Regions from separate parts of the Hordeum vulgare genome. Here region 1 is linked to region 2. The links are chromatin contacts, called in public HiChIP or PLAC-seq maps. All regions are on one chromosome and are shown on one strand. The core of a region is the stretch at or near the end of the contact, and the rest is flanking DNA. Distances in the headings are between cores, read along the strand shown.

The links. HiChIP or PLAC-seq counts read pairs in DNA pulled down with a chosen protein or histone mark.
Region 1: a contact with region 2 is called in an H3K4me3 HiChIP or PLAC-seq map of embryo, with 4 times the contacts expected there. The contact joins the promoter of LOC123452711 here to the promoter of LOC123452705 in region 2. A contact is called at or near these places in 2 of 6 Hi-C or Micro-C datasets (leaf and seedling) and 1 of 1 datasets of contacts at active chromatin or transcription factors (embryo).

What each region holds. Positions count from the first base shown.
Region 1 is chr5H:547,965,423-547,970,035 of MorexV3_pseudomolecules_assembly, forward strand. LOC123452711 reads left to right here and starts at 3,125. Exons shown (of 7, transcript XM_045129421.1): 1 at 3,125-3,319; 2 at 4,225-4,517. The coding sequence starts at 3,317. It overlaps LOC123452712 (U3 small nucleolar RNA-associated protein 18 homolog), which reads right to left and starts at 2,849. Exons shown (of 2, transcript XM_045129422.1): 1 at 2,742-2,849; 2 at 744-2,605. The coding sequence starts at 2,592. The coding sequence ends at 940.
Region 2 is chr5H:547,707,033-547,711,965 of MorexV3_pseudomolecules_assembly, forward strand. It overlaps LOC123452705 (60S ribosomal protein L4-1-like), which reads right to left and starts at 1,565. Exons shown (of 2, transcript XM_045129413.1): 1 at 421-1,565. The coding sequence starts at 1,521.

The DNA of each region.
Region 1 (4,613 bases), core at 1,875-4,374, 260 kb after region 2:
ACAGGGAGAGCTGTGCAAGTGAGCTACAAGCCATCGCTATGGACATTCAAAAGGCGAACCTCCAGGGGCCTAGCTGAAGAGAACATATGTGGTGGAGTTACAGAGCAAGATGCAAGCTGTGCAGTGCAGGCACAAGGCAGCAGCTGTGTTCCAGCAGCACCCTATAAACTAAACACGATTGGGTAAATGTAAACCCTTTGTTTTCCAAGCTACCAACTACTACGCTAATATTAAATCTTCTCTACACAACATACCTCGATCAGTCCATGCTCCTTTTCCTTGCTAGTAATAAAGGCTATGGATTGTTCCATAAGATATGATCACGCGCAGCAATAGTCTTTAAGCCATTCTGCATCTGGGCTCCTGCATGCTAGGAACATAACACTTGCATAAACAGCAGATATGTTCCAGACAGATTAGTTGTCACCGGTAAACTGATAACACCAAGTTGATGTTTCAGCAATGCAGTTACCTCCCAAACTGTTTGTATAATGTCGAAAAGAAACTACAACAGAAAGCATGCTTGCCTGAAGAGTTGCATGGTTACATTACTTGGCTGATGCCAGATGCTACTGCAACAACACAAATACAGGATGCAAACTCACCAGATCTTCAACAGAATCACAGCCACCTGTTGAACATGGTGAAACAATCATTTAGAGCTGCAACCAAACCTTCTAAACGCCCACATCTTTTCTCCAGCCACACCAAGCAACTTCTTAAACAGTTAATAAGATGAAATATTTTACCAAAACAAAGGGCACACGCAACATGCGCACCACAAAGACCTAGCAGCGCATTGCATTGAGCATCAAAATATCTGTGACAACAGCACTCACAACGCAAGAGGGTCTAAGAAGAATCGCGTTACAGATAACATCATGGGTTTTCTCTGAAAGCAGAAAAATACAGTGTCAAAACTGGATTCTCCAGGTGAGCCTAGGCGTTCTGATAGTGATGCAGCTTGTAGAGCAGAACTTTTCCACCAGCATGCCCGATGGAGAGGAACCCGCTCCCTGGGCTGAAGTCCAGGCACCTCGGGTACTGTAGGCTGAATCGAGGCCCCGGCCAGTTCTGGTACACGGTGAAGGACGGGACATGCACGAGCCTCATCCCGTTCCTGTCCCTGCCTGAGCTTATCGCCAGGATCTGGCCGTCGTGGTTGAACTTCATCTGGCCCGTCTCGGTCGTGAGGTTCTCGATCGTCTTCAGCGGCTTCCTCTTCCCTCCAAGGAACTCGTCCCTCTTGTACACGTTCACGATGCCGCTGCTGGAGCCTGTGGCGAAGTAGGAGCTGTCCTGCGAGGTGCAGAGGGAAAGGCCAGACATGGAGCCTTCGTCAACAGCCTTGTGCATACACTTCCTTGTCCTAAGATCCCAGTGGTAAACATGACCGTCCCCACCGCTGCTCAATAGCTGGTTCCCACCATCCGCAAAGGCCAGCGAACGCACGTTACCATTCATCTTGAGGGTTCCGATGAGCTGCTTGGTTTTGGAAGATATCAGGAGAATGTACCCCTCGTTACCGATAAACGCAATGGTTCTTGAATCAGGGGATATCTCAAAGCTCTCCAGGCTTTTCTCCTCACGCCCAGTCAAGGGTCCAATCTTACTAACAGCAGCTTTCACCAGGTCAAATGAGTAGAAGAACTTCCTCCTGCCGGAAAGGATCACCTCAGAGCCATCAGGTAGAAAGGCTGCCTTCTGAATTGGACAGTCCTCGACAAATATGCTCTGGATCTTGGGGTTTCTCTTGCCATCAATCTGGAAAAACCTCAGATGTTTGTCCAGGCCAGCAACAAGCATCAGCTGTCCATTGCTATGGAACTGCACTGAATTGACAGGACCACTGGAAGGCTCCTGGGCATTCGCATCAACAAGCCTTGAGTAGTCCAGCATGCCAGGCAGGAGCTTAGCAGTGCCCTTGACAACGAGCTCATGATTGTTCCGAAGCACATTGTCAACTCCACCTTCTTCCTCGTCGGAGTCGCCATCACGGAGAGGAGCCTTACGGTCCATATCCGCCCAGCCAGTGAAAGGGTTCAGGTTGGCGTGGTGACCGCGCAGCCTAGCCTCATACTCCCTGCCAGAGATGACGCGCTCATCAGCCTCCTTCCTCAGCTTCCTGAGCCTCGCAACCTTCACGATGTCCACCACGGTGCTATCCTCCTCGTCATCCACCCAGGCGGGCTTCCTCCCCTTGTCCACCACCTCATCCTCACCGCCCAGGTCCTCCTCATAAACGGGCAGGTCGTCGCCGGCAGACCGATCAACAAAGAACAGAGGGCCTTCATCCTGGCCACGACCCGGCACGGCAGCCGCGGCCTCGGTGCCGAACTCGAGCGGCGCGTAGATGTTGCCGAACAGCGAGCTCTCCAGCAGCTTCATCTCGTCGGCCTCCTGGCTCAGCCTGGCCTGCAGCGCCTTCTTCTTCCTCCTCCGGTCGTTCTTGCGGCCGTCCGGCCCGGGCTTCTTCCCAGCCTCTGCGTCCGAGGCGACGGGGGAGCCCATGGCCTCTTCGTCGTCGCTGCTGCTGTCGCCCTTCTCCAGCCGGCGCTTCGGGAGCGCGTTCTGGGATATCAGGCTCGTCATGGCGCGAGGAGTCCTGCGGAGTACACCAGCGGATTAGGCGACGGTGCTAACCCCGGCCGCAAATGCGCAAGGAGGATGGATCCATGGGTTGTGAGGGTCCGTGGGATTGAACGAATCGCTTGGTGAAAACGGGATAGCGAGCTTCGTACCTCGAGGGTCGGCGGCCAGGCACCGCGGACGGGTTGGCGACGGCGGGGACGGAGACGGAGGCGGCGGCGCGGGGGTGGTAGAGGCCGTGGTGCTTGGTTGGGGGATTGGGGCGTCGGCGGCGGGGGTTTGGAGAAATTTAGGGCTGTCGATCGCTTGCTTCTAGTAGGCAAGGCAGGCCGCTCCCCCAAATTCGGCCCACAGACAAGGTAGGGCTGTCACCTGGACCGCAACTGGGCCCATCAAGGAGCCCGCGAGGCCCTCCCACCTGAAGCCCGCCCGCCTCAACACCTGAAAGGAAAACCCTGAAGTTGGCCTAATTTTATTTTACCAGGGAGAGAAAAAAAGAGAAGAAGAAACTGTCACCTTCTGCTCTCCCCGCCTCGCCCAGCGCCGCCGGCCGGCCGCCCGCCCCTACTGCCGTCCACCGCATCGGGGCTGCCCGTCCCGACCTCCGCCGCGACCGTTACCTACCCTTCACCGGCGTTCCCCAACCTCCGCCGAGCGCCCTCGCCCTGCCCTGCCCTTCCCGAATCTCGACGACTGACGGCACCGCTACGGCTCGGCGCCGGGAGATATGGTGAGTCCCCTATCTTCTGTTGCTTCTCATCAGGCTTCCGCTCGCCAATTTAGGGCCGCGCGTCAGAGGAAGGGGGGAAGTTGCGGCGTTGTTGTATGATCCAATGCCCAAGTGCTACGTAGATCGCATTTCATCAGATTCCCAAGATAATAACCCTGCCAAGTGTAAAGATCATCCTTCCTTTCGCAATTGTACTCTTGTTTCGTTGTTATGTGCAAATTGCCTGTTGGAAGATGGAACCTTTTGGACATGTTTTCTTCACTGACCTCCTGTAGATTGTACTGTACAGTACTTGTTTAGGATGTGATTGGTTTGTTTTCTAAGCCAGCAAATTTAGCACTAGGGTTTCAATGTAGTACAAAAAGACAGGCCTTTCTTGCTATGGATTGGTTTTCTTTTCAGTTGGACATGTTTCCCTGAAATCAGGGATTAGCCCAGTTTGTTCCTTTGTAAGGTTTGTTTACATGCCTTATATAAGGGCATGGAGCACCATGTCTAAAGCAGATAATATTCCCTGGCCTCCCTTTGCACTGGTTGTACCCCCTTCTTGTCGAGCGCAGCTACAACAGCCTTTGAATCCAATCTGCTTGGGCGAAATTCCCAGGAACATTCCAAGGAGTTACATTGTTATTATTTTCAGTGACTAGGAACTCTGCTAGTGTTTACGAATGTTCTCTTTAATTCAATGGGGGGTTGTGCCATGACCATGACTGTTTTTTTTTTTTTTGCATTCACAAGTTCTTGAATTGTTCATTGAGAATACCTCCAGGAATAATTCAATGGGCGGTAGAAAGGCTTATTGAGAATAACCTTAGATATGCATCTTTGAGATCTCTAAATTGTTTTTGAAGTCTTGCCGCTGTATCATTGTTTTCACTTCTTATTTCAATTTTCCCATTTTACAGGGTTTACGTACCAGACGGACGACTGTTGCAATGCGTAGTGGTGACGAAGAAGACTTTGACAATGATGGTGATGATGATTACAGTGACAAAAACGATTATGATTATATCTGCAAGTATGACTCTAGCCACAATCATGGTAGTGGTGATGACAAGAGCAGTGATGATTACAGCTGCACCGACGACGATAGCAACGATGATGGTGATGCTATTGACAATGATGATGATGGTGATGGTGGTGGTGATGCTACTGATAATTTGTGTGCAATATGTGACAATGGGGGGAACTTGCTATGGTAAGTTGTGCTTCCTTCAGTTGATGACCAAAAACACTACTGATTTTATGGGTGGACCGTTTTGTGATTTCTCTTTTTCTGTAAAAGACTTGAATT
Region 2 (4,933 bases), core at 315-2,814:
ACTTGCATTTTTTTCAATGCTAATTAAACAGCATGGCATGCCAACGTAAGCACATCAAAGCATATCAAACAGTTGCAGAAATTGCATATACAATCTATGGGAAACTAACATGACATACATATAAAGCAATCATCATTATACAAGCAGCAAGTATACAAAAGAATAAGAACTAACTAATCAAGACACGCAGCTTGACGGTGAACACAACATTAAACCTGCAACTAATCAAAACCTGTGCCATACAACACTACAAACATATGGACATGGACAGAATTGCTATCATATAAGCTGAAACCACCATGTTATGCTACATCCAACTAAACATAAATACTTAATCAAAATTCAGTACGAATATTCAACCAGTACTCAGGAATACTATAAACTATCTGTAATTGTGTGAACCTAAGAAAAAGAGCTTACCGCGCTGAGCTTGGTCCTCTTGGAGTTAATCTTGTCCTTCCTGGCCTTGACACGTGCTGCCTCAGCAAGAACTGCCATCCTGCGGGCAGTCCCGAAGTAGGGGTTGAGCTTGAGCACGGCAGCAGCATTCTTCAGAGGGTTCTTCCTGGCCTCCCTGCGCTTCACCTCCTTGTTGATGGGCTTCACCACAGACTGGACCTCATCAGAGTTGATGAGGCGGCCAAGGTCAGCGTTGGTCATCTTGGGCCTGGGGAGGACGAAGCCCTTCTTCTTGGAGGAAGACGCCTCAAAGGAGCCGTACACCTCGTCCAGCTTCTTGAAGGCAGACTCAGTCCAGATGACGAACCGGCCAAGGTGGCCACCAGGGGCAAGGTCGAGCAGGTTGAGGCGTTCGACGTTGGCAACATCCACACCAGGGAGGTTGCGGAAGGCCTTGACGATCTTGGAGCCCTCGGTGCCGTAGACGATGAGGGGCCCCTTGCGGTTGATGTACCTGCGGTTGCGCATCTTACCCTTGCCGGGGCGGATGCCGACGGAGTCCTTGGCCTTCTCGGCGTCAGCGAAGGCGCCCATCTGCTTGAGCACCTTGATGGCCTGGGATGTCTTCTCGATGCCCTCGGCCGAGTCGGAGACGACGAGCGGGAACTCGGGGACGCCCTCGATGCGGTGGCCGCGGGCGGTGACGATGGCGGGGACGGCGGTGGCGGCGAGGGCGGAGGCGACGGCGACGCGGCGGAGGCGGATGTTGACGCGGCGGTGCCACTTGCGCCAGATCCGGGTGGGCGCGAACATGCGTCCGCCACGGCACATGTTGCCGAAGGCTCCCTGCCCGGCGCGGTGGGTACCGCCGCCGCCGACACGCGGGATACGCGAGACGGCGCGACCCGTGCCCCAGGACTCGGCCGAGGTCTGGTGACCGGCCTTGCGGGAGACGGCGTAGGGCTGGCGGCTGTTGCAGGAGAGGAGCCTGTGGACGAAGGTGATGACGTCGGGGCGGATCGGCGCCGTCATGACGTGCGGCATCGGGACGCCGGCCGCGTCCGTGGCCATGTCCCCGTCCAGGGCCTTGACGGAGACGAGCGGGCGCGCGGTGGTGGCCATGGGGGCGGAGGCGGCGGCGGCGGCGGCGGGGGAGAGGCTGGACTGGGCGATGGGGGTGAGAGTTTAGACAGAATGGCCGAATGGAGCCGAGCTATAAGGCCGCAAAGTGGTGGAGTAAAAGATCTCTTGGGCCGTTTTCGTATAGGGCCACGAGATGCTTCATGGACCTGAGAAAAAGATTTCTCTGTCGAAAAAAACAATTCCTCGGGCCATCGACAACCGGATAGTTCCCTTTTTTACCGTGCAAAAAAAAAACTGATAAGTGTCATAAATTTATAATTAAACTAGTACAAATTTTATACTAAATAAGCAACATTTATTTTGATATAGATGAAATACTAGTCAAGGGCAACTCCAACGGGCCACCAGCGTCCATTTTTGTCCGCACGGGCGAAAACCACGGTTCAATGCGTTGACGCAAATGGATCGATGCGTGTTTTGTTGTCCGTTTTGACCCATTTTAAGCTCAAAATTAGATTGGATTTGAGTCTGTGCACACACGATGCAGACGCGTGCGTTGTCCTCCTTTGACCAGCCTGTCGGTGGCAGACAGCCAATGCCCTCATGCACGTGCACTTACACACACTTAACGACCAAAAAAATAAACATGTGCTCCCTCTATAAACTAATATAAAAGTGTTTAGATCAATAAAACAATGATCTAAATGCTTTTATATTGGTTTACGGAGCGAGTAGAAAAATAATGTTTCTATATATATATACAAAATGTATTCCCTTCTTTCAATAATGTTCGGGTTATTAGTTCTACCACGAAAGTTAACGCAGGTTTACTTGAGCGATCCAATCTCAAATGCGGGAAGCGCTCTCAGCTAACCTCACGAGTGACCCAGCCAGCGATATGTTCCAGAAAAAAAGCATTGTTGGTTATGGTTGTAGCTGAACGAGAGAAGAGCGCTTATATTACGAAATTGCATGCAAAACTAATATACCCAAGATTTTGGGAAGGAGGAGGTACAACGTGTATATAAAAATAAAAGTAGGCATACAGAAGCATATTATTTTTTAAAGCTGATTAGGTTTTAAAAATTGCTAAACATGTATATAAAATATATTCCTCACGTATAAGAACGTAAATTATGTGTGTGAAAATCATTATTGGCATTAAAAATATATTTAATGTGTATTGAAAAATATTGAACATGTATTCAAAATTTCTAATCTTATATTTGAAAATAAGAACATGAAACTAAGTTTATAAAAATAAAGAACACAAATGGACTCAAAATATATATGCAACAAAAATGTATGATGCGTATGGGGAAAATAGAACATAAATAAAATAAGTATTTTAGAATGTTAAAAGTGTATGTAAAATATCTTTCGGATGTGTACCAAAAATGTTGAATGTGTACTTGAAAAGGTTCACATGTGTTAAACGGAAAAGAACCAATGAAAAAGACAGATAAAAATAAAATAACAGAAACCTAATAAAAATCATAAGTAAAAAATAAAACCAAAAGTAATGAAAATGAAAAACCAAATAAAATATATGAAAACATATAAAACCAATAAAAAACAAAGAAAAATGAAGAAAATAAATCAAAGCCAAGAAAGATACAAACAAAAATGAATAGAAAAAAGTGAGAAACAAGAAATACACAAAGAAAAAAGTGAAACCAGTAAAAACAATGAAGTAGATGAAGAAAAAAAAAGAAAACAGGGAAAGAATACCGATGGAAAAATAATGAAAAAAGCAAAACAAACAGTAAGAAAAGAGAAAGCAAGAAAACTAGAGAAACCCAAGAATAAAGAAAATATATGTAGAAAAAATAATAAAACAGTTGAAAAACAAATAAACCTAAAGAAAAACAAAAGAAAAAATGAGATAATCTGTCGGCTATCACTAGCGAGCTAACAAGAGAAGCTATACAAGCGCGAAGCGGGCGAGCTAACAATATGGGCTGGACAGGCAATGTAGCGCGAAGTGAGACCTTCAAGGGCGAGTTTGTTTCTCGCTACTCCTTCCTTTCCGGTTTATAGGGCTTAAATATAAAATCTTCATCAATCAAGGTGCATTGTGAATGGATAACGCTAGTTTTAACTAGCCAATAAAATATTTCTCACATATTTGATTTCCGAAGCAATTAATATAGCATCCTCCCTCTCATTGGACTTGCATGGTGCATACAGAAAAAGATGCATCCATATCCGTTAATTTCCTTTCTTTTATCTCTATCAATTAAATATGACTTGAGACTCAATGCATTTTAACTCATTTAGAATCAAAATAAGTCTAATTTATTAGAAAACTGAAAAATTTAAGACAAACCCTATAAACCGGAAAAGAGGAAGTGTAAGCGAGATCTAATTCTTATGATTGCCACCCGCAACGACTTCGAGTGCGGGGTCGCCTATAGGGAGGTGTGAATATGGCCACGTTAGGCTGACGTCACTCGAATGTTACCCATGTTTTTTTCGTTTTATCTTTATTTTCACTATTGTTTATATTTTGAAATGTTCTAAATATATATACTACAAAGAACACTTTGCCTAAAAGTTTGGAAAAATTGCAATTGACAATTTGAAGGTGTTAAAAGGTGTATACAAAAATGTGAATCATATGTACAAGAAATGTTTGTGATATTTAAGCAATGTCATGCGTTTCAAAAAATGTATGTGACATTTAAAAATATATGTATACAATGCAAACAAAATTTGTGTAATATGCACAAACATATGTTGCATTTAAAAGAATGTCTATGGGCTTCAAAAATGTGTTTGTGACATTATCAAAAAATGTATGTATTTTATTTGCAGAATGTAAAAAAATGTTTCGTACAGATAAAAATATACATTACCTTCAAAAAAAACCAGAGGTTCAAAACAATGTTTGTGTCATTTCTAAAAAATAGTCAGGTGTGTCCAAAATGTATTCATTAGAATTTCAAATGTTTATATAATATATAACGTGTACAACATGTCGTTGTAAATGATGCCGTATTTAAAAAAACAAGTATTTAAAATATTTATAACCTGTATTTTAAAAACAATGTTTCACATGTGTGCTAAGATTGTATATTGTGTACTGAGAAAAAATAGAGACATGTTAAAATGAAGAAAACTGATTAAAACAAACAGAGAATAAAAAAAGTAAAGAAATCCAAAGTATACAAAGAGAAAAAGCAAAATTAAAAAACACAAAATATAATGAACAAATAATAAAAATAAAGACAACCAAATTATAATGAAAGAAAAATCAAAAGTCCATGAAAAGCTAGAAAAAAAACAAAAGGAAAAGGAAGAACATCAAAGCAAAACACGCGAACCTAGTGACAAACGGGGGCTTAGGGGTGGCTTCGCACAGAGCATCCCACTGTCGGGCCAAGTGAGCCGATTTCCTTGTTGAGTTTCTTTCGTTCTGTTTGACAAGTAAAACTACTGACGAAGCTAC